Regions from separate parts of the Mus musculus genome. Here regions 1, 3, 4, 5, 6 and 7 are each linked to region 2. The links are chromatin contacts, called in public Micro-C and promoter capture Hi-C maps. All regions are on one chromosome and are shown on one strand. The core of a region is the stretch at or near the end of the contact, and the rest is flanking DNA. Distances in the headings are between cores, read along the strand shown. Region 1 holds the start of Nudt19 (nudix (nucleoside diphosphate linked moiety X)-type motif 19). Region 2 holds the start of Tshz3 (teashirt zinc finger family member 3). Region 3 overlaps Gm30771 (a long non-coding RNA gene). Region 4 holds the start of Plekhf1 (pleckstrin homology domain containing, family F (with FYVE domain) member 1). Region 5 holds the start of Cebpa (CCAAT/enhancer binding protein (C/EBP), alpha). Region 6 holds the start of Rgs9bp (regulator of G-protein signalling 9 binding protein). Region 7 holds the start of Pdcd5 (programmed cell death 5).

The links. Promoter capture Hi-C pulls out the DNA fragments that hold promoters and counts their contacts. Hi-C and Micro-C count contacts between places; a contact is called where the count stands out from the background.
Region 1: a contact with region 2 is called in a promoter capture Hi-C map of embryonic stem cells, with 3 times the contacts expected there. The contact joins the promoter of Nudt19 here to the promoter of Tshz3 in region 2. A contact is called at or near these places in 2 of 39 promoter capture datasets (embryonic stem cells and hippocampal neurons).
Region 3: a contact with region 2 is called in a Micro-C map of embryonic stem cells, with 2.7 times the contacts expected there. The contact joins the enhancer-like site here to the promoter of Tshz3 in region 2. A contact is called at or near these places in 2 of 39 promoter capture datasets (the 3T3-L1 cell line and hippocampal neurons), 1 of 484 Hi-C or Micro-C datasets (embryonic stem cells), 1 of 115 datasets of contacts at active chromatin or transcription factors (astrocytes) and 1 of 9 other capture datasets (embryonic stem cells).
Region 4: a contact with region 2 is called in a promoter capture Hi-C map of embryonic stem cells, with 5 times the contacts expected there. The contact joins the promoter of Plekhf1 here to the promoter of Tshz3 in region 2. A contact is called at or near these places in 2 of 39 promoter capture datasets (both in embryonic stem cells) and 2 of 115 datasets of contacts at active chromatin or transcription factors (embryonic stem cells and stem cell-derived neural progenitor cells).
Region 5: a Micro-C map of embryonic stem cells shows a contact between it and region 2, with 7 times the contacts expected there. The contact joins the promoter of Cebpa here to the promoter of Tshz3 in region 2. A contact is called at or near these places in 3 of 484 Hi-C or Micro-C datasets (all in embryonic stem cells) and 1 of 115 datasets of contacts at active chromatin or transcription factors (embryonic stem cells).
Region 6: a contact with region 2 is called in a Micro-C map of embryonic stem cells, with 9 times the contacts expected there. The contact joins the promoter of Rgs9bp here to the promoter of Tshz3 in region 2. A contact is called at or near these places in 1 of 39 promoter capture datasets (hippocampal neurons), 1 of 484 Hi-C or Micro-C datasets (embryonic stem cells), 2 of 115 datasets of contacts at active chromatin or transcription factors (the SCID.adh cell line and astrocytes) and 1 of 9 other capture datasets (adipose tissue).
Region 7: a promoter capture Hi-C map of hippocampal neurons shows a contact between it and region 2, with 5 times the contacts expected there. The contact joins the promoter of Pdcd5 here to the promoter of Tshz3 in region 2. A contact is called at or near these places in 6 of 39 promoter capture datasets (the 3T3-L1 cell line, 3T3-L1-derived adipocytes, cranial neural crest and 3 more), 7 of 484 Hi-C or Micro-C datasets (cerebral cortex, cortical neurons, embryonic stem cells and 2 more) and 5 of 115 datasets of contacts at active chromatin or transcription factors (the SCID.adh cell line, astrocytes, extraembryonic endoderm stem cells and 2 more).

What each region holds. Positions count from the first base shown.
Region 1 is chr7:35,554,559-35,557,258 of GRCm38.p6, reverse strand. Nudt19 (nudix (nucleoside diphosphate linked moiety X)-type motif 19) reads left to right here and starts at 1,331. Exons shown (of 3, transcript NM_033080.2): 1 at 1,331-2,105. The coding sequence starts at 1,455.
Region 2 is chr7:36,696,686-36,699,385 of GRCm38.p6, reverse strand. Tshz3 (teashirt zinc finger family member 3) reads right to left here and starts at 1,268. Exons shown (of 2, transcript NM_172298.3): 1 at 1,097-1,268. The coding sequence starts at 1,136. It overlaps Gm36722 (zinc finger X-linked protein ZXDB-like), which reads left to right and starts at 1,164. Exons shown (of 3, transcript XM_030243157.1): 1 at 1,164-2,700. The coding sequence starts at 1,276. The coding sequence ends at 2,523.
Region 3 is chr7:38,083,704-38,086,403 of GRCm38.p6, reverse strand. The region is part of intron 3 of Gm30771 (a long non-coding RNA gene); the gene reads right to left. Among named protein-coding and RNA genes, the nearest start is that of Ccne1, 22 kb to the left of the region's middle. Within about 2 kb of position 1,408, at least 164 of the 459 cell types and tissues checked have an H3K27ac peak or open chromatin away from gene starts, as enhancers often do. A contact at or near this core is called in embryonic stem cells and hippocampal neurons, where this site is marked.
Region 4 is chr7:38,226,739-38,229,438 of GRCm38.p6, reverse strand. It overlaps Plekhf1 (pleckstrin homology domain containing, family F (with FYVE domain) member 1), which reads left to right and starts at 1,445. Exons shown (of 2, transcript NM_024413.2): 1 at 1,445-1,498.
Region 5 is chr7:35,117,969-35,120,668 of GRCm38.p6, reverse strand. It overlaps Cebpa (CCAAT/enhancer binding protein (C/EBP), alpha), which reads right to left and starts at 1,376. Exons shown (of 1, transcript NM_007678.3): 1 at 1-1,376. The coding sequence starts at 1,250. The coding sequence ends at 171.
Region 6 is chr7:35,584,261-35,586,960 of GRCm38.p6, reverse strand. Rgs9bp (regulator of G-protein signalling 9 binding protein) reads left to right here and starts at 1,379. Exons shown (of 1, transcript NM_145840.3): 1 at 1,379-2,700. The coding sequence starts at 1,741. The coding sequence ends at 2,454. It overlaps Ankrd27 (ankyrin repeat domain 27 (VPS9 domain)), which reads right to left and starts at 714. Exons shown (of 29, transcript NM_145633.3): 1 at 592-714.
Region 7 is chr7:35,646,133-35,648,832 of GRCm38.p6, reverse strand. Pdcd5 (programmed cell death 5) reads left to right here and starts at 1,351. Exons shown (of 6, transcript NM_019746.4): 1 at 1,351-1,527; 2 at 2,652-2,689. The coding sequence starts at 1,462.

The sequences.
Region 1 (2,700 bases), core at 82-2,581, 1.1 Mb after region 2:
GGGCGCCACATGCATTCAATGGCACTTGCATAAGTAAGTAATAAGTGTAAAAAAAAAAGTTCCCATAATGACACCTGGGCTCTATAATAGATTTAGAATAAATTTCAGCTCAAATTTCCCGTGTCAGTGCCAAGAGCATCAGTTTAGACAAGGGTAGTCTGTTGGCTCACAGATAGACGGCGGCGGCAGGTTATCTTACTAAGGGCAGATACTTCTCAACCTGTGGCCCCATTTTCTGTTTCTGGAGATGCAGTAAGTACACAGACAGCTCCATCTTTAGACAGGTTAACATTAAAAATAACCAAAGTCAACTGCAAAATGATGAGGCTGGCACACACCTTTATTAGTCCTAGACTTGGGGAGGCAGAGACAAGCAGATAGATCTCTGTGAGTTCAAGGCTAGCCTGGTCGTCTACATAGCAAGTTCCCAAAAAAGCAAGACTACATAATAATACTTTCTCAAAACTAACAAAAAACATCTCTATAGCCCCAAGAATACAGCCTAACTCATCCGAAACCCTAAAAATATGTGATCAGTTAGGATGGGATTTACAAGAGTTGGTGACTGAGAGAGAGCTGCAAAAAGGGAGACAGAAACAAGCTGTTTCCAAAAAACAAAATAGAAGTGCAAGTCCTCCAGCCACTTAAAAGTTGGAGAGGAAGCCAGGCAGTGGTGGCGCATGTCTTTGATCCCTGCACTTGGGAGGCAGATTTCTGAATTCGAGGCCAGCCTGGTCTACAGAGTGAGTTCCAGGGCGGCCAGGGCTACACAGAGAAACCCTGTCTAAAAACAAAACAAAACAAAACAAGAAACAAAAACAAAAAGAAAAAGAAAAAAGGAAAAAAGGTTGGAGAGGAGGGGGAAGCATTGCTAGTCTAGGATTAAACATCTCCCACGTAGAAAGAGAACTAATCACACTAAGATAATTTTCCCTGATCCTCAGGTGCTCAGGCAATAACAACATCTACAACTTAAGACAGACTACCCCAAGGGACAGGGACTAGCCAAAGACATTCAAACTACAGAGTAGTTAGTCTAACTTGGCATCTGATCCACCCATTCGTTTATTAGCATGGTTCAAGAGAGCTCCAGACACCTTGGAACCTCCTATACAGGCAACAGGCCAGCGTAGGGGACAAAGTCCTAGTCGTTTGCGTTTAGTGGGAAAGGTTCACAACTAGAAATTATTTTCCACTCCACACTGGCACCCGTGCTCCCAGAGGCTGGCTGGTGACTGCAGCAGCTGTGACAGGGCTGTGACAGGGCGAGAATGACCCTGACTGAAGCGCAGGGCATTCGAGGAGGTGCTCTGGCGCGGGAATCACGCTCCTCCCACAAGTAAACCTCCGGAAGCCGCCAGGCCGGATTTTTCAGGCCCTCAACATTTATAGGGCTTCTGGACACCACTCTACGACCCGGCCACTTCCTAAGGGGGATCTGAAGGACGCCGGCCATGAGCAGCTCGAGCAGCTGGCGGCGGGCAGCCACCGTGATGTTGGCAGCAGGCTGGACCCACTCGAGCCCGGCCGGCTTCCGGCTGCTGCTTCTCCAGCGAGCACAAAACCAGCGCTTCTTGCCCGGCGCGCACGTCTTCCCGGGCGGCGTGCTGGACGCGGCCGACAGCTCACCCGACTGGGTGCGTCTGTTCGCGCCTCGGCACACGCCGCCGCGCTTCGGCCTAGGCCCGGAGCCCCCTCGGCAACCCCCCTTCCCCGGGCTGTCCCACGGCGACGCGGACCCCGCGGCGCTGCCCGATGACGTAGCGCTGCGCATCTGTGCCATCCGCGAAGCCTTCGAGGAGGCGGGGGTGCTGCTCCTGCGGCCGCGGGACGCGGCTCCAGCTTCTCAGGAGCCCAGTCAGGCGCTGTCGCCTCCGGCCGGCCTGGCCGAATGGCGCTCGCGCGTGCGCAGTGACCCGCGCTGCTTCCTCCAGCTGTGTGCGCACCTAGACTGCACGCCTGACATCTGGGCGCTGCACGACTGGGGCGGATGGCTCACCCCGTATGGGCGAACCATCCGCCGTTTCGACACCACCTTCTTCCTGTGCTGCCTGCGCGACATTCCGCGCGTGGAGCCCGACGTGGCCGAGGTGGTGGGCTACCAGGTAGGGGTCGCGGGACCCGCCCCCCGGGATGCGCTGAGCCTTACCCCAGACCAAAGGCGCACGTGCGTGACCTTGCTTTAGGCTCTCAAGGACTCAACTCTCACCCTAAGCGGGGGCGCGGCAATGCTCCCAACTGCCTGTTCTGGACACTTCCCAATTCACTTCATGCCCTAAATCGTTTTCATTCGGGTTTCTAGAACACATTATAGGATTTCAGTCATTAACTTTCTTCTTCCTTCTTCATCTCTTCCTGTTTCTCTGTTCCCGTTTCCTTCGTCTTTCGCTTTCTCTCTCCTTTCCCTTTCCATCTTTCTCCTTTTTCTAACCCCTTTCTCTCTCTGCATGCGCACGCGTGGTAGGTGTGTGTGTGTGTGTGTGTGTGTGTGTGTGCGCGCGCGCGAGTTGGTCTGTCTGTCTCCCTCCATCCCTCCCTCCCTTTCTTTTTCGTGTCACTTGCAATGCACCAGGCACAGTTAGTTAGGCTTCAGGCCTAGGACCCGAGGTCTTGAGTGTGCCACCGCTTCAAGTTCATCTTTTATTTATGCAAAAAAATGTTTTCAACTGCCCGTTATTTTCCTTTTTGTAAAATAAACAA
Region 2 (2,700 bases), core at 19-2,518:
CTTCCCCTTCAGGCAGCGTCTGAGCCTCTGCACGTCTGAGTGTTATTCATATCAAAATACATCACGTCCATATGTGGTCCTCTCTCGGCAAGCCGCCCCAAATCCCTGAAGTTGCACTGACAGGGCCCTCCTGACGTCACGGAGCTTGGCCTCACTATTGCAAGTGATTTATTGATGTTTATTGGGAATGAATAGATCAAAGGCACAGGCATGACGGGCGATCAATCAGTCATCAAATCAAGGGTGGCAACCGGCCAGAAACCCTTCTTCCAGCCAACGTGCCCCCAACCGACATTATTGCAAAATAATGTTATGTGTGTGGGTTTTGTTTTGTTTTCAATGAATCTCTTTTCCAGAAGGAAAAAAAAAAAAAAATCAGCTCAGTCCTAACAGGAGTTGACGTTCCTGGCAGAAAAAGAGAGGGAGGGGGGAGTACTCAGATATGTCCCAGAACTAAGTGCTAGAAAAGGGTAGGGAGCAGCAGCGGAAAGAGAGGGAGGGGGTAAGAAGACATTCAGGAATGGAGGAAATGTCAGCATCCAACACTGACCTGACAGTCATCTGACAATACCCAGACCCAGTGCGCTCTGGTTTCCACCGCTGTACCGGGTTTGGGCCCAATAAATGAAGAATCAATCGAATTAGCAGTAAGGTGGCCAGAGGGATCCGCTAGCTCACTCTTGCTCGCTCTGGTCCCGGTAGTCACCGGGTACTGCCCGGGACAACGCGGAAGATGTCCCAGAGAACTCAGGTGACCCCGCCCGCCCCCCACCAAAAGGCACGGGTTGGAGAGCGCCTTCCCCGCTGCAGCCGGATCGGCAGAGGCGGGGACCTAAGCCGGCTCGGTGGTCCCCAGGAGGGTGTGCGAGCCGGTCGAGCGAAGAACATAGCGGGGCAACTGGGGGGCGCGCGCACCCGGGCAGGAGAGCCCCGAGCCAGCCGGGCTCCCGGAGTTACTCAGCGCCCGCAGAGACAGACAGAAAATGAGAGAGAGGCGAGGAGTGCGGCGAGCAACGCGGGGGCCGGCGGCCCAGAGGCGCGGCGCGAGCAGAGGAAGAGGAGGAGGACCGGAGGAGGAAGGGGAAGCCGCTCGTACCTGCTGCGCGCCGGGGCGCCTGCTGCTTCCTCCTCGGCATGATGCTTCTCCCGCGACTGCCACCGCCGCCGCCGCCGCCGCCGCCGCTGCCGGGCTGAGCCGAGGGAGGGAGGGGCGGCGGGGGGGGGGCGAGGCGGGCCTGCTCGCAGCCTCCCCCCCGGAGAGCGGCCGCCCGCAGGATGCTGCTGCGCCCCGGCTCTCCGCGTCCCCCCCTCGCTGCGCTCCGCCGCGATCCCCGAACGTGCGGAGGGAAGGAGGGCGGGCAAGGGAGGCGCGGGGAAGGAGGAGCGCGAGGGGGAGGAGGAGGCAGAGGAGGAGGAGGAGGAGGAGGAGGACCGCGCTGCCGGCGGAATGGGAAGTTTGACAAATCGCTCCAGAGGCCCGAGGAGGAGGGGGCGGGGAGGAGCGGTCGCCCTGCCCCCCCCCCGCCCCGTCCCCAGACGAGGTGCGCGGGGTTCGGGGCTGGGGGGCGGGGAGTGAAGGAGGAGAAGGCGGGCAGAGAGATGAGAGGAGGAGCCCAGGAGCGACCCCGGTCGGTCCTGCCCCGCTTCCCGCCCCCAGGCAGGGAGGTCAAGGCATGGGGGGGGGGGGGGTGGAGGGGGGGCGCAGCCGCCGCCGCCGCGGCCCGGGGCTCAGCGGTCCAGTCTTCTGCCCACGGCGCGGCTGGAGCGGCGGCGTCGGCAACAGGCAAGCTTAAAGGAAAAGGAGATGATCGTGTCACTCGCCTGCCCGCGGAGGCGCCCCCAGCCTGGGTCCTGGCCCGGACGCCTGCCCAGGGCCCCCCGCCCAAGTCCAGACACCCGGAGCTGGCCCTCCGTCTCCGCCCCGAGCGCTCTCGCAAAGGCGCGGGGTCCGCCCTGCGGAGCGCGTCCCGGGGCGCCCACAGCCCCCGCCCATCCCTCTTCCCCACCCGGTCTCAACCCCGGGCTGCTCCCGGCTGCCCCTCCCGGCCCACACTCCTCTCCACCCGCCGCGTGCAGCCCCAGAGCGCTCCCCTAGTTGGGATGGTACCCCTATCAAAGATGCCAGGGCCCCGGGGGTGCCCTGGAGAGAAGATGTGCGGGCTGACATGGGTGTGGGCTCTGGGTCTTCCCTCCTGGGACCTACAGTGGCTACCTCCTTCCGTTCCCCCACCCCACCCCCGCCACAAACTTTCCCAGGCTTGTTTCGGGGGTAAGCATGGGAGGGGGCACCTCCAAGTTTCCTTTACTGACTTTGGGACGATCACCGTCTCAGCACCCCGCGTCTCGCCCCCTTGGGCTACTGGCCGCGCCCCCCACCCACTGCGTCGGAGGTTGCCAAGGCGGGAACGGGGGAGGGAGAAGAAACTCGGGTTCCCCTGCCCATCCCCCGCCGGGGTGCGCCCTGGACAGGGTACTGCCCCAGCCGCTCCCAGCTTAGGGGCAGTTCTGGACGAAGGGGATTGATTATTGATTGAGTGATTGGGGTCGCAGAGGCTCCGGGCAGACTCGGCCGATGTGCCCCGGGAAGGAGGCGGCTGGAAGGCTGCGGTGGCGACAGGGCGACGTGGGCTCACTTACTCTGGTGGTGAGGGCGCGGGTGGGCTGGAATTCACGCGGGCGACCCTCGAGCGGTGGCGGCTG
Region 3 (2,700 bases), core at 159-2,658, 1.4 Mb before region 2:
AGAGGGACATATTGAGGCTGGAATGTTGGTAAATGAATCTGGAGAAACTGAACAAAACGGAGGCTCAGCAATTTGCCCAAGGTCAGACACTGAGCCTGGCTTCAGGGCCTACAGCTACATTGAGCTGCCTCGGAGCCTTAGCCTTAGATTAATGGAATGTCCCATTAACAAGCTCCTGAACCCTCAAACCCAAAATTGGGAGGGGCCCAGGTATGGGTTTTCAGGGCCGCAGGACCTAGCCGCTTAAGCCTGAAGAGGGCGCGCATTCCTCTCCGGGACTGCTGGCAGCTCAGCCTTTCTGCCTGGAGCACGCTTCCTACCAGTCCCAAGCACTCGGGTCCCCCCTTTTAGGCCTCCTCGGGCCCGCCAGTCCGGGATGACAGCTTGGCTGGGCCCCACGCCTGGACTGCGCCCGGTACGGCGCCTCCCCCCGGTCACGCGGCACAGATGGGAGAGGAGGAGGACGAGGAGGAGAGGAAAGGAGGCCCTTTGGGGCAGAAGGGTAGGAACCCGCTGCACTGGGCGTCGCCTCTGAAAGGGGCTCTGTGCGGCTCGGGGAGAAGAAAGGGGCAAAGAAATGGAGGAGGAGCTGTGTAAGGAGCAGTGATGCAGGCTCAGGTGTCCGGACCCCACCGCAGTGTTCCAGCCACACCCAGACGGAAACCATGGTCGACGGTTTGGCCTGCGCCCGTCTCTAGACTGCTAGCTGGGGGAGCAGGCACCCCTGTCACCTCATTGTGCACGGAGCAATAGGCCTCGCCATGTTAGCCAGACCAAATGTAGCCCTTAGGGCAAGGGCAGAACGTAGGAGTCGGAGCCCAGAACCTCTTGCCACGCAAGCCACAAAGCAAGGCCCAGGAGCCCTGCTGTCCAGGGCAGATCTTGGTGGCGCCACTTTCCAGCCACGTGGCTTGGAGCAAGTTTCTTTACTTCATCTGTGAAATGGGAGAGCGCGCACGTAGTGGGGTTATTATGTAGGGGGGTTTCGTCCCCTAGGGCTGGGCCTGCCTTGGTCACAGCTCTCACCAATGCAGCGGGATAAAGAAACTGAAGTTGGGGACAGAACCAGGCCGCCCCAGTCCCGCGCCGCCCAAGACCTCCATGCGCGCGCGCGCGCGCACCTTACCCGCCTCCTCCTTCGGAACCCGCAGCCCCGCCCTTCTGGCTCAGGCTGAGCTCCACGTGCGGCGTGTTTACACACGTGACTCCAGGGCCCGCCCACCCAGCCTCCGCCTCCGATCCGACCCCGCCCCTGTCCCCGCCCCATGTCCTCTGCGGCTGCGCGGCGTCGAGCTAACGCAAAGCGCCTCTGTAACAGAGCCAAAGCGTAGGTGGATCTCTGGGTAGGCGGGACTTTGGGCCTCCTCGTGGCTTCCTCGCGCACCGCGAGGGGGGCGGGACTGGACGGTCACGGGCGGGGCCAAGTGTGAGCGCAGGCTCTAGGCAGGGCGTCGCGTGGGCGGGGCTGAAGAGAGCTGGGCGGTGGCGCTGGGGTCCGGCGCATGCGCAGGCACACCAAGCTGTACAGCTTTCAGACCTGCTTTCGCCACGTTCCTAGTCCTGCCCCTGTGTAGGCTGAACCAGGTAGAACTAAGAAGGACACATTGACGCCCACATTTCACTGCGTTTTGGGCAAAGACGGGCTCTCCAGGATTCTCTTCCCTTGCCCTCCTGCTATTTCTCCCTTTCTTCTGGATTGGTTCGGTGCAGGCCTGTTGTGGCATCCTGTTTGTCTTTGATACCTTACCAGTCATACCATTGAAGCTCATTACACCTTCTCTTTTTCCTCTCTCCCTCTCTTCCATCTCTCTCCTCCGTTACTTCCCACCCTCTTCTTTCTCTCTCATACTAGGGATTGAACCTAGCCCTGAAGCGAACTGTCCTTGTACCGTACCGCCACCCCACTGGGTCCAAAGAATTTCAGCACCTACATGATGACACAAGTGGAAAATTGCTTCAGTACCGTGCCTGCCTGCCTGCTGCCATTTTTACTTTTTCTTTTTAGAAACCAAGTTTGCCCAGGCCTGCCTTGAAGTCTCTTCGTAGACCCAGGCTAGCCCTGAAGTACCTCTGTTAGGCCCAGGCTGGCCTAGAATTTGTGATCCTTCTGCCTCAGCGTCCCAAATAGCTGATATTTACAGTCAAACCCAGCTTCCGTAAACCCTAAGCAGACTCCGAGATCGTGCTTTATCCCTCACCACTAGCAGACTTCCTCCTAGATGTATCACAAACCCTTTTAAGCCAACATATATGGAGTGAGCCCCTTTTTTCTCTGAACTTTGTGTCACACCCCATTTCTGCAGTGCTTAGCACTGCAATCCACCTTCTCAGGAGGTTAGGCCTCAGACAAAGACAATTAGTCTTGATGACTGAAATTTAAATGCCTTGTAATCTCCCTTCCTAACCAGGGAGCATTCGGGAAACAGAGGTGGCCAGATCTCTAAATTCAAGGCCAGCCTGGTCTACAGAGCTTGTTCCAGGACATCCAGGGCTACACTGAGAATTCTTGTCTTGAGGGGGAAAAGAAAGGATCTCCCCTCCCTTCATTGTCTGCTACACTCATGTCTGTGACTCCAAAAGAGCCTCACACTGTATCTGTTTGGATTTTTAGAAGATCTGCCATCCTGTTTGTCTTTCCTCAAGTCTAGCTAACATTTCTAAATGATTGCATTAATTATCTGTAGGGAGAAATCCAAACCT
Region 4 (2,700 bases), core at 196-2,695, 1.5 Mb before region 2:
TTATAGAGTATGTGCAAGGCTCCCTGGAAGCAACCTGGCCTTGTTATTATATTGTAATTTAGCATTACAATATAAGCAAACGACCAGACCTCTGCATAAATAAACCAATATTGCCAAATCCTTGATTGACTGACTGAGACAAGGTCTCATTATGTAGCTCAGGCTGCCCTCAAACTCCATCCTCCTGCCTCAGCCTCCTGCGTGCTGAGATCACAGGCATATGACACCCAGATCCCTAAATCTTATGATTAAAGATGAGCTAAAGTCAGGGCTGGAGATATAATATCTCACTGGTGGAGTACTTCTCTAGAACTTGAGATTGTGAGTTTACTGGAGGGGGGGCTAAAAGTCTCTATTTTTATGTGTCTTCTCCCCATCTGAAATATTCACAGCAGTGCATTTTGTAAATGATTAAACAAACTTCAAACCTAAAAGAAATATCAATAAGCGCTGGTGGGGTAAGGATGTGGGGGATGGTAGGGATTAAGGGACAGTTTAGGGAAGGGTCTGCCCCTAACACCATCACCAGAGGGCCACACCATCCCCTTCCAAACCCAGTTTGGTCTTGGCCCAGCGGGTACCAGGCTAACCAGAGCTAGTCCCTCTTCAATGTAACCAGTTTAGCAACACAAACTGACACTATAGACTAATATTAGCCCAGCAGTCTAGAGACAGAGGCAAGGCTTCTATGAGTTCAGGGATAGCCTAGTCTACATATAGAATTTCTGGTCAGCCAGGGGTAACAAGACAATAAAAAATGGATGGAGTTGAGAACTGCTGCTTTGTGGCCAAGGAGACCTCTCTGAGGAGGTGACACTGAAATGACAAAGGAGGGAGAGGGCGAAGGGTGGGAGTGGTTTTTAAGGAACCAGAAGACAGTGGATGAGAATTGCGTGGGGGCAGGTGAGATGGGAAAGCAGCCTTGGAATTGAGTTCTAAGTGACACCAGTAGCCAGGGCGGGGTACCTGTTCGTCTTGGATCTACACGATGAATGCCTGGGGTCCACTAAACTAATTTCCTCCCGTGTACTTTTGACATTTTCCTCTAGGAAAAAAATTATAAAGTTCTGTTGATCGTTAAGAAAACGTGTGTCTCTGTGGCTGAAAAGAGTAACATCATAGTAACAGGGGCACCTGAGGGCCCACCACTCCGTCATGCCTGCTTCCCTCACAGGCTGTTCCTCTGACCAGCGCCGACTCAGTCTTGAGTGTGGCGACCAGCAAAGCTGGGAACCGGACTCCAACCAGGAATCAGCCCATCGTCCCCACGCACAACCGCTGCTGACCCGTTTACGGTCCAGCGGTTTAATTACGCCCGCGCACATTTCTGGAGAACTCGGGCCGGCTCCGCCCCCGCCTGCGTGCCAGGGCTTCGATTGGTCCAGAGTCCCTCGAAGGGGCGTGACCAGAGAATTGGAACCCGGAGGCGTGGGCGGCGCAGGGATTGGCGGGCGCCAGTTCGGGACTGGCTGTGCGGACGCGGAGGTTCCTACGGGAGGTAAGCAGGCTACGGAGGGGGAGAGCGCTCCCCTTCCGCCCTCCACCCTGCCAGGTCTGCAGCTGTGGGTAGAGGTGGCCTCAGGAACCCGCATCTGGGGCTCCACTGGAGCAGAGGCTGCTCGCTGTTTTCTGACTTGGGAAGGGGTTGACAGCTGGGACTCTAGGGCCACTGAGTCCCAGGACTGTGCGCGAGTTGGAGAAGGGTTCTCCGCAGAGTCTCTACCCTCTCCTTATCCCGTGATGTTCCGGGAACCTCGTCTTGGCCAGAGACGTCTTGGGTTGGGAGGGACGGTTCTCAATAGCCTCGGATTTGGGACCCTGAAGAGTTTGAGTTCGCGACTCTTCATATAGGAAGTTATTGGTGTGGGACCGGGCCTGGATTCTCCTAGGGAGTAACTGAAGTACAATAAAGAGGTGTCCCCAGGCCTTAGCAGGAGGGAAACCGGCAGTTCCAAGTCTCAGTGGAATGTGTGCACTCCCCGGAGAGGGCGCAGTCCTTAGAATGTGAACAAAACCGGTATCAGATTCTACCCGGTCAGAGGCTGCAGAGGAGGGGCGATCAGTGCTAGAGTCAAGACCCCTGCGGTTTTTGTAAGCTGAAGTGCTTCATTTGCTGTGCGTCCTGCCCACGTCAGCCCTCAGAGCTGCTCAGAGTGGCTAGGCCAGTTAGTTGTCTGAGCACTGGGACCTGGCCAACCCTGTCCCGCCAAGGAAGGAGGGGTTTGGCATTGTGGCCTGCGGGATGGGACTGACTACCCTGTGTGTTATGCGGTGAAAGACACCAAAGTCAGGCAGTAGGAAAGACTACACACTCTGGATTTTAAGAACTTCTGACCCAGGGCATGTTTTTTTTGTTGTTGTTGTTTGTTTGTTTGTTTGTTTGTTTGTTTTTTGGGGGGGTGGGGGCGTGTTGTTTTGTTTACTAGGGCCAAAAGTTTCAGAAGTTATTGTCTCCTTTTCATCATGTGAATTCCCGGGATAGGACATGGCCACAAACACCAGGTTACCCAAAAGATTTTGCTTTTTTTGAGATAAGGTCTCCTTGTATAGTCCAGATTGACCTACAACTCTCTACCTTCCTATCTAATCTTACCAGATGCTAGATTATAGGAATGCCCTCTGGGCCAAAGTTTTTCTACCTTGGCTCAGAGTTTATCTGGAAGCTGGGCCCACTCCTGAGGTTCTTGGGTGGTGACTGTG
Region 5 (2,700 bases), core at 127-2,626, 1.6 Mb after region 2:
GCTCAGAGGAAGGGAGGGGACACGCGGAGCAGGCCAGGCTTTCAGGCCACACCGGAATCTCCTAGTCCTGGCTTGCGCGGCCCGGGCAGCCTAGAGATCCAGCGACCCGAAACCATCCTCTGGGTCTCCAGCCAGGGGGCCGGCCCAAGGCGGTCCCGCAGCCGCGCGCCTCACGCGCAGTTGCCCATGGCCTTGACCAAGGAGCTCTCAGGCAGCTGGCGGAAGATGCCCCGCAGCGTGTCCAGTTCACGGCTCAGCTGTTCCACCCGCTTGCGCAGGCGGTCATTGTCACTGGTCAACTCCAGCACCTTCTGTTGCGTCTCCACGTTGCGTTGTTTGGCTTTATCTCGGCTCTTGCGCACCGCGATGTTGTTGCGTTCCCGCCGTACCCGGTACTCGTTGCTGTTCTTGTCCACCGACTTCTTGGCTTTGCCCGCACCGGCACCGCTGCCACCGCCGCCGCCTCCCGTGCGGAGGTCGGGGTGCGCACCGGCCAAGCCCTTGAGCGCGCTCCCGGGGCCAGGCAGGCCCGCAGCACCCAAGGCGGGCGCAGCGTGCGGGCTGGGCACGGGCGTGGGCGGCGGTGTGGGGTGGCCAGGCTGCAGGTGCATGGTGGTCTGGCCGCAGTGCGCGATCTGGAACTGCAAGTGGGGGGCGGCCAGGTGCGCGGGAGACGCGTGCGGGTGCGGCGGTGGCGGTGGCGGCGGTGGCTGGTAGGGGAAGAGGCCGGCCAGCGCCAGCTGCTTCGCCTCGTCCTCCTCGCGGGGCTCTTGTTTGATCACCAGCGGCCGTAGCGCGGGCGCCCCGACGCGCTCGTACAGGGGCTCCAGCCTGCCGTCCAGGTAGCCGGCCGCCGCACAGCCGTAGCCGGGAGGGGGCCCGTGCGCCCCCGCGGACATGACCGCGCCGCCGGGGCCCGCCGGGGCTCCCGGGTAGTCAAAGTCACCGCCGCCACCCGCGGGGCCCGCCGCCGCCTTGGCCTTCTCCTGCTGTCGGCTGTGCTGGAAGAGGTCGGCCAGGAACTCGTCGTTGAAGGCGGCCGGGTCGATGTAGGCGCTGATGTCTATAGACGTCTCGTGCTCGCAGATGCCGCCCAGCGGCTCCGGGGCGGCAGGTGGGGCTGGGGGCGGCGCGGGGCCCGCGCCCCGGGGAAAGCCAAAGGCGGCGTTGCTGGGCGCGTGCGGGGGGCTCTGGAGGTGACTGCTCATCGGGGGCCGCGGCTCCACCTCGTAGAAGTCGGCCGACTCCATGGGGGAGTTAGAGTTCTCCCGGCATGGCGAGCCTCGGCGGCCTCCAGCCTGCGCGTGGCGCCGCTGTCGCCGCCGCCCACCCAGTGCCCCAACTGGCTCGCGCCCGCGCAGCTTCGGGTCGCGAATGGCCAGGCCCGCGCGGGGACCGCTTTTATAGAGGGTCGGGCATCGCCCCCTGGTGTCCAAACGGGTCTCGGATCGAAGGCGCCAGTAGGATGGTGCCTGCTGGGTCTTAGAGCCCGCCTTCTCCTGTGACTTTCCAAGGCGGTGAGTGGGGAGCATAGTGCTAGTGGAGAGAGATCGTGGCGCAACGCCCACTGACTCCTGCGCTGCAAGGCGAACCCGGCTTGCAGCGCTCAGCCCCACCCCGGCGGCGCTGTCGCCCCCGCACACACGTGGTCCGTGGTTAGGCGCCCCTCCTTTAAGCCTCTAAGTCACCCACTTCCAGCCAACACTAGGGAGCCCGGGAGCATCTAGAGGCCGAGCGAGGGGAGGTGGAGGTTGGGGAGCGTTTGGAGAGAGAATGTTGGTTTTGAGCTACCGTAGTGCAGACTTGTGTTAAAAGCTGGGACTAGGCCTGTCTCCCACCCGGATTTCTAAAAGGCTGTGGCGGAGAGCCGCGGCGCGGGAGGTTGGAGACTGCTTTGGACCAGCAACCTAGCGCGCACCGCCGAGTGGCGAGGCCGGGAGCGCAGAGATTGTGCGTCTTTTTCTCTGAACTCCACGCGACCCCACGGCTTCCAGGCAGAGCACCTCTCTTTCGCCCAGCTTCTCTAGAACTACAGGGTCCCACGGGCTCTTCAGAGTAGTAGGGCGCTAGGACCCGGCGGGGAGCGGAGGCGGCCGCTAACCCCGGAGCCTGGTGGACCTGGCTCGTCCACTCGCCTAGGCTGGAAAACTTTCTTTTTCATTGCGTCTCCAGGCCAGAGCGATAGGATTGCTAGGCTTACCAGGCAGACGTTGCTACCCAGCGTGGAGCACTCTAGTCAAGTGTTCGGGACACCACCACCCCACGCCCGGGACCAGCCGGTGGGTCCTCTGAGCCTCGCGGAAAAGGACCCTAAGGAGAGCGCACAGGGGCCGCGAGAGGGCAGGGTGTTGGAGAGGAGTGAACTTGAATCGGGGACTGTGATCCCCAGGCGGGGCCCATAGCCAGGGGCCTGAAGACACAGTTTTCTTTCCCTACTGTCATTCATGGGGGCACTAATCTCGGTAGCTCGGGTGTCCAATTCCTAGCTACGAAGCCTTTCGAGCACCCACTTGGGAGCCCTCCGCGCCGCGCCGCCTACAGGCTCGCGGCTGTGGGTAGGAGTTTGCGTGCATCGGCTCCCAGCCACGTGGCGTCTCGTTCACCCTCCACCTGGATCGCGGCCGCGGAGGTCCGGGGGCAGAAGGGGCCTGGTGAGCACCCACGTCTCTCGTTTTTGCACCCCGAAGACCGCGGCTTCTT
Region 6 (2,700 bases), core at 130-2,629, 1.1 Mb after region 2:
CGCGCGCGCATCTGGGCAGTCCGTTTTCAACCAAGAAACCGAACACACTCTGTGTGGTTGTACGTCTCTGGGTACCTGAGTTTTCCATAAGTCTTCTCTACATACAGGACGAGAGGACCTCGCCACGTGTAAAGCAGGCAGGGATACCCTTTCCACTTTCAGCCCCGGCGGAAACTCAATCAGCTGGCCTAGACCAGGATCTGAACACACAGCCTCCTCCCTCAGTTTGGTCACCGGAAAACCTCCCAGGCCACATGGCCTGGGAGCGACAGCTCTGCCCACTGCCCCAAGTCCCAGCTCCGGGGGACCCAGGCCTGCCGTGGTGCCACAGGAACAGATGCATTCTCCGCGCCGCCTAGGCATCCCTCTGGACCTAGTGGACAACGTGCGCGCCGCGATGCGGACCGCAGAGGAACGGGAGAGCTGGGAGGCTCAGCCCGCCACGGGTCCGGGCCCCTGGGGCCCATCAGCCCAGCCTGGGGCTCCCCTTCAGTGCAGGGAACCCCTCCCCCTTCCTCTCCCAGGCCCCGCCCGACCTCGGCGTTCCCCAGAGTAGGGAGGCGCTGGAGGATACCCGCAGAAGACACTTACTTAAGAGGCTACATAGTTTCACCTCTGTGCTACGACAGCACCTCCCGGACCCTGGGCTGGGACCTGAGTGCCCACCACCCGGGTGCGGTGGCTCCACTCTTCAGCCTACCTCTTTACTCCGCCGTTGGGCGGAACCCTGCTCCAGTCTGTCCAATAAGAGGTCGTTTTAGTCGAGACTGACACGTAAACAGAGCAATCATTAAGTCTAGTTCAGTCGGAGGTGGGGCCCAGGCGACTCCGCGCTTCCTACTCAAGCTAGCCCCGCCCAGAACCAGGGAGTGCGCGTGCCCAGAATTCGAGAGGCGGGACCTAAGGAAGATCTGATATTAGGGGTGGGGTCCAAGCTGGGCCCCTGAAATGGGGTTAGACTGTGATGAAGAAGAGAGCTCCAACTAAGTAACAATCCTACCCGGTCGATCGCCCGTGCTACTGGTGATGCAAACTGGAGGTGCCCAGACTTCCGAGCCACCCTACTCTGTTGCCTACAGGGTCTAGTCCCTTGGTCCTTTCCCTTCACTAGCATGGGCTGCGATAAGCTAAGCATTCTTTCTACCGAGTCTCACTTTTCCTCGTCTGCAAAGTAGGAAAAAAAAAAACCTTGAATTTGTAGGGCGCTAAGGTTCCAGAATTATCATGGTAGGGAGAAGAGGGAAAGCCACACTTGATCTACCTGGGCTGGGCCCCGCCTACCCCTGGCCCGGGGGCGGGGAGGGGGCGGGGGGGGCGGGCGGAGGAAGCCCCGGGCCTGGACTGGTGGCTGGAGGCGTGTCCTAGGAAACTGGATCCTGCTGCCCTTGGCCGGGGCTAAGGCGCGCGGCTCGTCTTGGAGACTTGGGGTCGATCAAGGATGGGGTCTTCACTCTGGGCTTCTCAGGGAGCCGCCGTGAAAAAGAAAGTGGTGCAAAGACACTACGCGTGACCCGGAGCGCGTCTGGGGGAAATGGAGGAGCGGATGGGGAGAAGCTAACCAGACTACCCCAGCCGTGGGGACGCCGGAGGCGCACCTCAAGGGTCCCTGGAGAGCTCTGTTGAGAACAGCGGCGAGGACATGAGGAGCTTTCAGTCCGCCCTGCTCAAGGCTGGCATCAGGGCTGGAGGCGACCTACGACGTTGAAGGTTGCAAGTAGGGTACCGCCGGAGGGCAGCGCCATGGCCAGAGAGGAGTGCAAGGCGCTGCTGGACGCGCTCAACAAGACCACAGCGTGCTACCATCACTTAGTGCTTACTGTGGGCGGCTCCGCGGACACTCAGGACCTACGCGAAGAGCTGCAGAAGACCCGCCAGAAGGCGCGGGAGCTGGCCGTGGCCACCGGCGCCCGGTTGACCGTCGCGCTCCGGGACCGGAGCTTAGCTACCGAGGAGCGCGCGGAGTTTGAGCGGCTCTGGGTGGCCTTTTCAGGCTGCCTGGACCTGCTCGAAGCCGACATGCAGCGCGCACTAGCGCTGGGAGCCACCTTCCCGCTGCACGCGCCGCGCCGGCCACTTGTTCGCACTGGGGTGACGGGCGGCTCCTCTGCTGTAGCTGCGCGCGCCCTGAGCGCCCGCAGCCTGCGGCACGAAGCGGAGAGCGACTTCGATGTCGCCGATCTGCCCCAGTTGGAGCGCGAAGTCCTCCAGGTGGGCGAGATGATTGACGACATGGAAATGAAAGTCAACGTGCCCCGCTGGACTGTACAGGCGCGACAAGCGGCAGGCGCCGAACTCCTGTCCGGTGCCAGTGCCGGCGCGTCCTCAGCCGGTGGCATTTCGGTAGAGGAGCGCGCGGGCCCCTGCGACCCCAGCAAGGCCCTGGCTGCCACCGTTTTCAGCGCCGTGCTGTTGGTGGCTGTGGCCCTCGCCTTATGTGTGGCAAAGCTGAGCTGACTGATATCCAACGGTCGTCCGCTGCCCCTTTTCTTTCCAGGGCATGGGCTTCGGGTTTGAACCGTTAAGGAGAGAGGTAGTGAGCCTGAATGTGTGCATATGAACATGATCCTTTCAAAGCCCACCTCTGCCTGGGCAAAACGTGTTTTGTTTTTTAACATGCTGGCCCAAGAGGAGTTAACAGCACAGGGCGGCCAGGCCATTACCTCTAATGTCTGTAGGAGCTTTACCTCCTATTAATAGAAA
Region 7 (2,700 bases), core at 102-2,601, 1.1 Mb after region 2:
TCAGAGTCCCAGAAAAACACTTCCTTCCAACCGAGACACACCTACGACAAGGCACACCTCCTAACTGTGCCACTCCCTAAGAGCCTCTGGGGGCCATTTTCTTTCAAACCACCACAGTCCCTAACACAGCAATTCCATCCATAGATACATATTTAAAATAACTGAAGGCAGGATTGCAGGCAGGCATTTGAACACATGCATTGATAGTGGCTTTACTCACACTAAGCAAAAAGTGAACAAGGTTAAACTGATGAATACATCTAATGTGCTTTGTACAGTAAATATGTTCAGCCAGGAAATAATGAAATGGGGGAGGGGAGAGCTTGTTTGGTTGGAGCCAAAGTCTCACTATGTAATGGCAAGCTGGTCTTCAATTCCAGATCCTCCTGCCTCAGACGCCCCTGGATTGGCCGACTTTAAAGGCACACACCCACCAAATCCAATCAAGAATGAAGTTCTGTCTCATGGTACAACATGGATAAAAAACTTGAAGGTGGTATATGATTGGTCAAATATGCCAGCCATAAATAAATAGTGCTTGAATAGGCAATTTTATACAGACAGAACATTGTTTTGTAATGGGAACCAGGGATAATAAATAATTTCTATTTAGTGAGTGGGTGCCAGTTTGTAATGATGAAAAATTTATAGAGAGTAGCCATTGCTCAACAGGGTGGATGTAGGTATATGGGCTAGAGGGATGGCTCAGTGGTTAAAAGTGTGTATTAGTCTTCCAGAGCACCAGAATTCGATTCTCAACCCAATATCAGGTGACTCACAGTTGCTTGGAACTCCAACTCCAGGGGTCCAATGTTTGTCTCCTCAGGCTCACTCATCCCTTACCTCCATATATATATATAATGAAAATGGTTAGATGTATTTGGAAAAATTAAAATACATATACCATAAGCAAGTCACAGGATTGGAGAATTGAGCAGTTTTTTTTTCCACCCACTCCATCCCTTACTGGGACCCTCACTCCAAAATCAGGGTGTGTGTGTGTGTGTGTGTGTGTGTGTGTGTATTGCCATAGTTCACACACACACTCACACACACAGCATCTTCTCAGCAAAGGCCCTTGGGGGTTGGGGTAAAGCAGACAGGGCGTCGACTAAGGAGTTTACACCTTGCAGAACTGCGCCATTGCCAGTCCTAGGAATCATTAGGGTGGGGCGTGTTAACGCGCAGTTCAGAGCCTGGGAACCCACAAGCGCCCTCTTAGAGGTTCTGCCCCTTTTCCCATCGCAGGATCGGTCCTCTGCAAGGCACCCTGGCCGAGGCCCGGCAGCCCCAACTCGGCACTCGACTTTTGATGCCTGAGCATCACTCGCGTCTGCGCAGTCGAAGGCGCCGGGCTCGAGTCTCCGGCCGAAGCGATTCCAACCGAGTGTACCGGAGGGCGGCTGCGGCTGCGCGACCCCCGACGGCCGCTGCGCCTGCGCGACGTGGGACAGCCGCGCCATGGCGGACGAAGAACTTGAGGCGCTGAGGAAGCAGAGGCTGGCCGAGTTGCAGGCCAAGCATGGAGTGAGTGAGCGAGCGGGCGGGCGGGCGAGGTGACGCCCTCGCCCCAGGCACAGGCTCTCGGCGTTTGCTCGTGGGACCCCGGCTTCCGCGTACCCCATGGCAACGTGTGTGTGCCCACGGGGATGGGGGTGTCCCCGGAGGTCACCGCCGCCTCCTCGGCTGCCGTAGGGTCCCGCGTGAGGCTTGTGCGGGTTGGGGTGTGCGCGCCTTCGAGTCACCCCCCACCCCACCCCCCAAGTCTCGGTTTTCGCTGCCGTCGAGCCTCAGGCGATCCTCGCCGGGATTGGGGTGTCCTCGGATTGGGGGGGGTCTTGCCGACCGGAAGCCCGCGCTGTGTAGAGGGGGATCCTCTGAGCTCTGGTGCGGAGGACGCCGCTCTGACAGCGCCTCCCCGGGCGGGAGTCGAACCGCGGACTCCAGAGATGGTGCTCAGCCCCTGCGGTGCCGGCTAGGAGGGAGTAGCGGGTTGTAAACTTGCCTTGGGACAAACGCTAGTGGTGGTGGGTGACCTCAGTGGCAAGCATTTGAGCCTTTGAGCCAGCATCTTTCGTGCCAAGCCAGGGTCTCTTTTTTCCAGTCTTCTCACTGGTTAAAAATAGGGCTCCATGATACCGGGGCCTTTTCAGGAATGTGTGCGTTCTCAAACATTCTTTTAGATTGTGACTTGAGACGCTTGGGAAATGTGGGGCTGGGAGTGGGGGTTAGCCTGGGCCACAGTGCTTACCTAGCATACACAACACCCTCTCTTCCCTGAGTTCCACCCTCAGCCCTTATTTAATAAAACGAACACAACATTGCAAATGGAAACTGACTTATTGATTTTTTTTTTTTTTTTTTTTTTTTTTTTTTGGTGAGGTCCAGTTTCCACCTCGGGAACCTATTATAGCAGAAAGAATATCGAATAAGCCCTTTATTTTTGTTTTCATTTATTTGGTATTTTACTTTATTTTGAATACGGTCTCTGTTTATAGCCCAGGCTGGCCGGTAACTTGAGATTCTTGTGTCTCCTAAGTGCTAACTATGGTGACAAATGTGCCTCACCCCACCTTTCCCTGACCCATGTGTTCTTCTCTCTTCTTTTGAAGTTCCACTCCATTAAAAGGTAAAAATTATTTTTTTTTCAGGATCCTGGTGATGCAGCCCAACAGGAAGCAAAGCAAAGGTAGGGCTGGA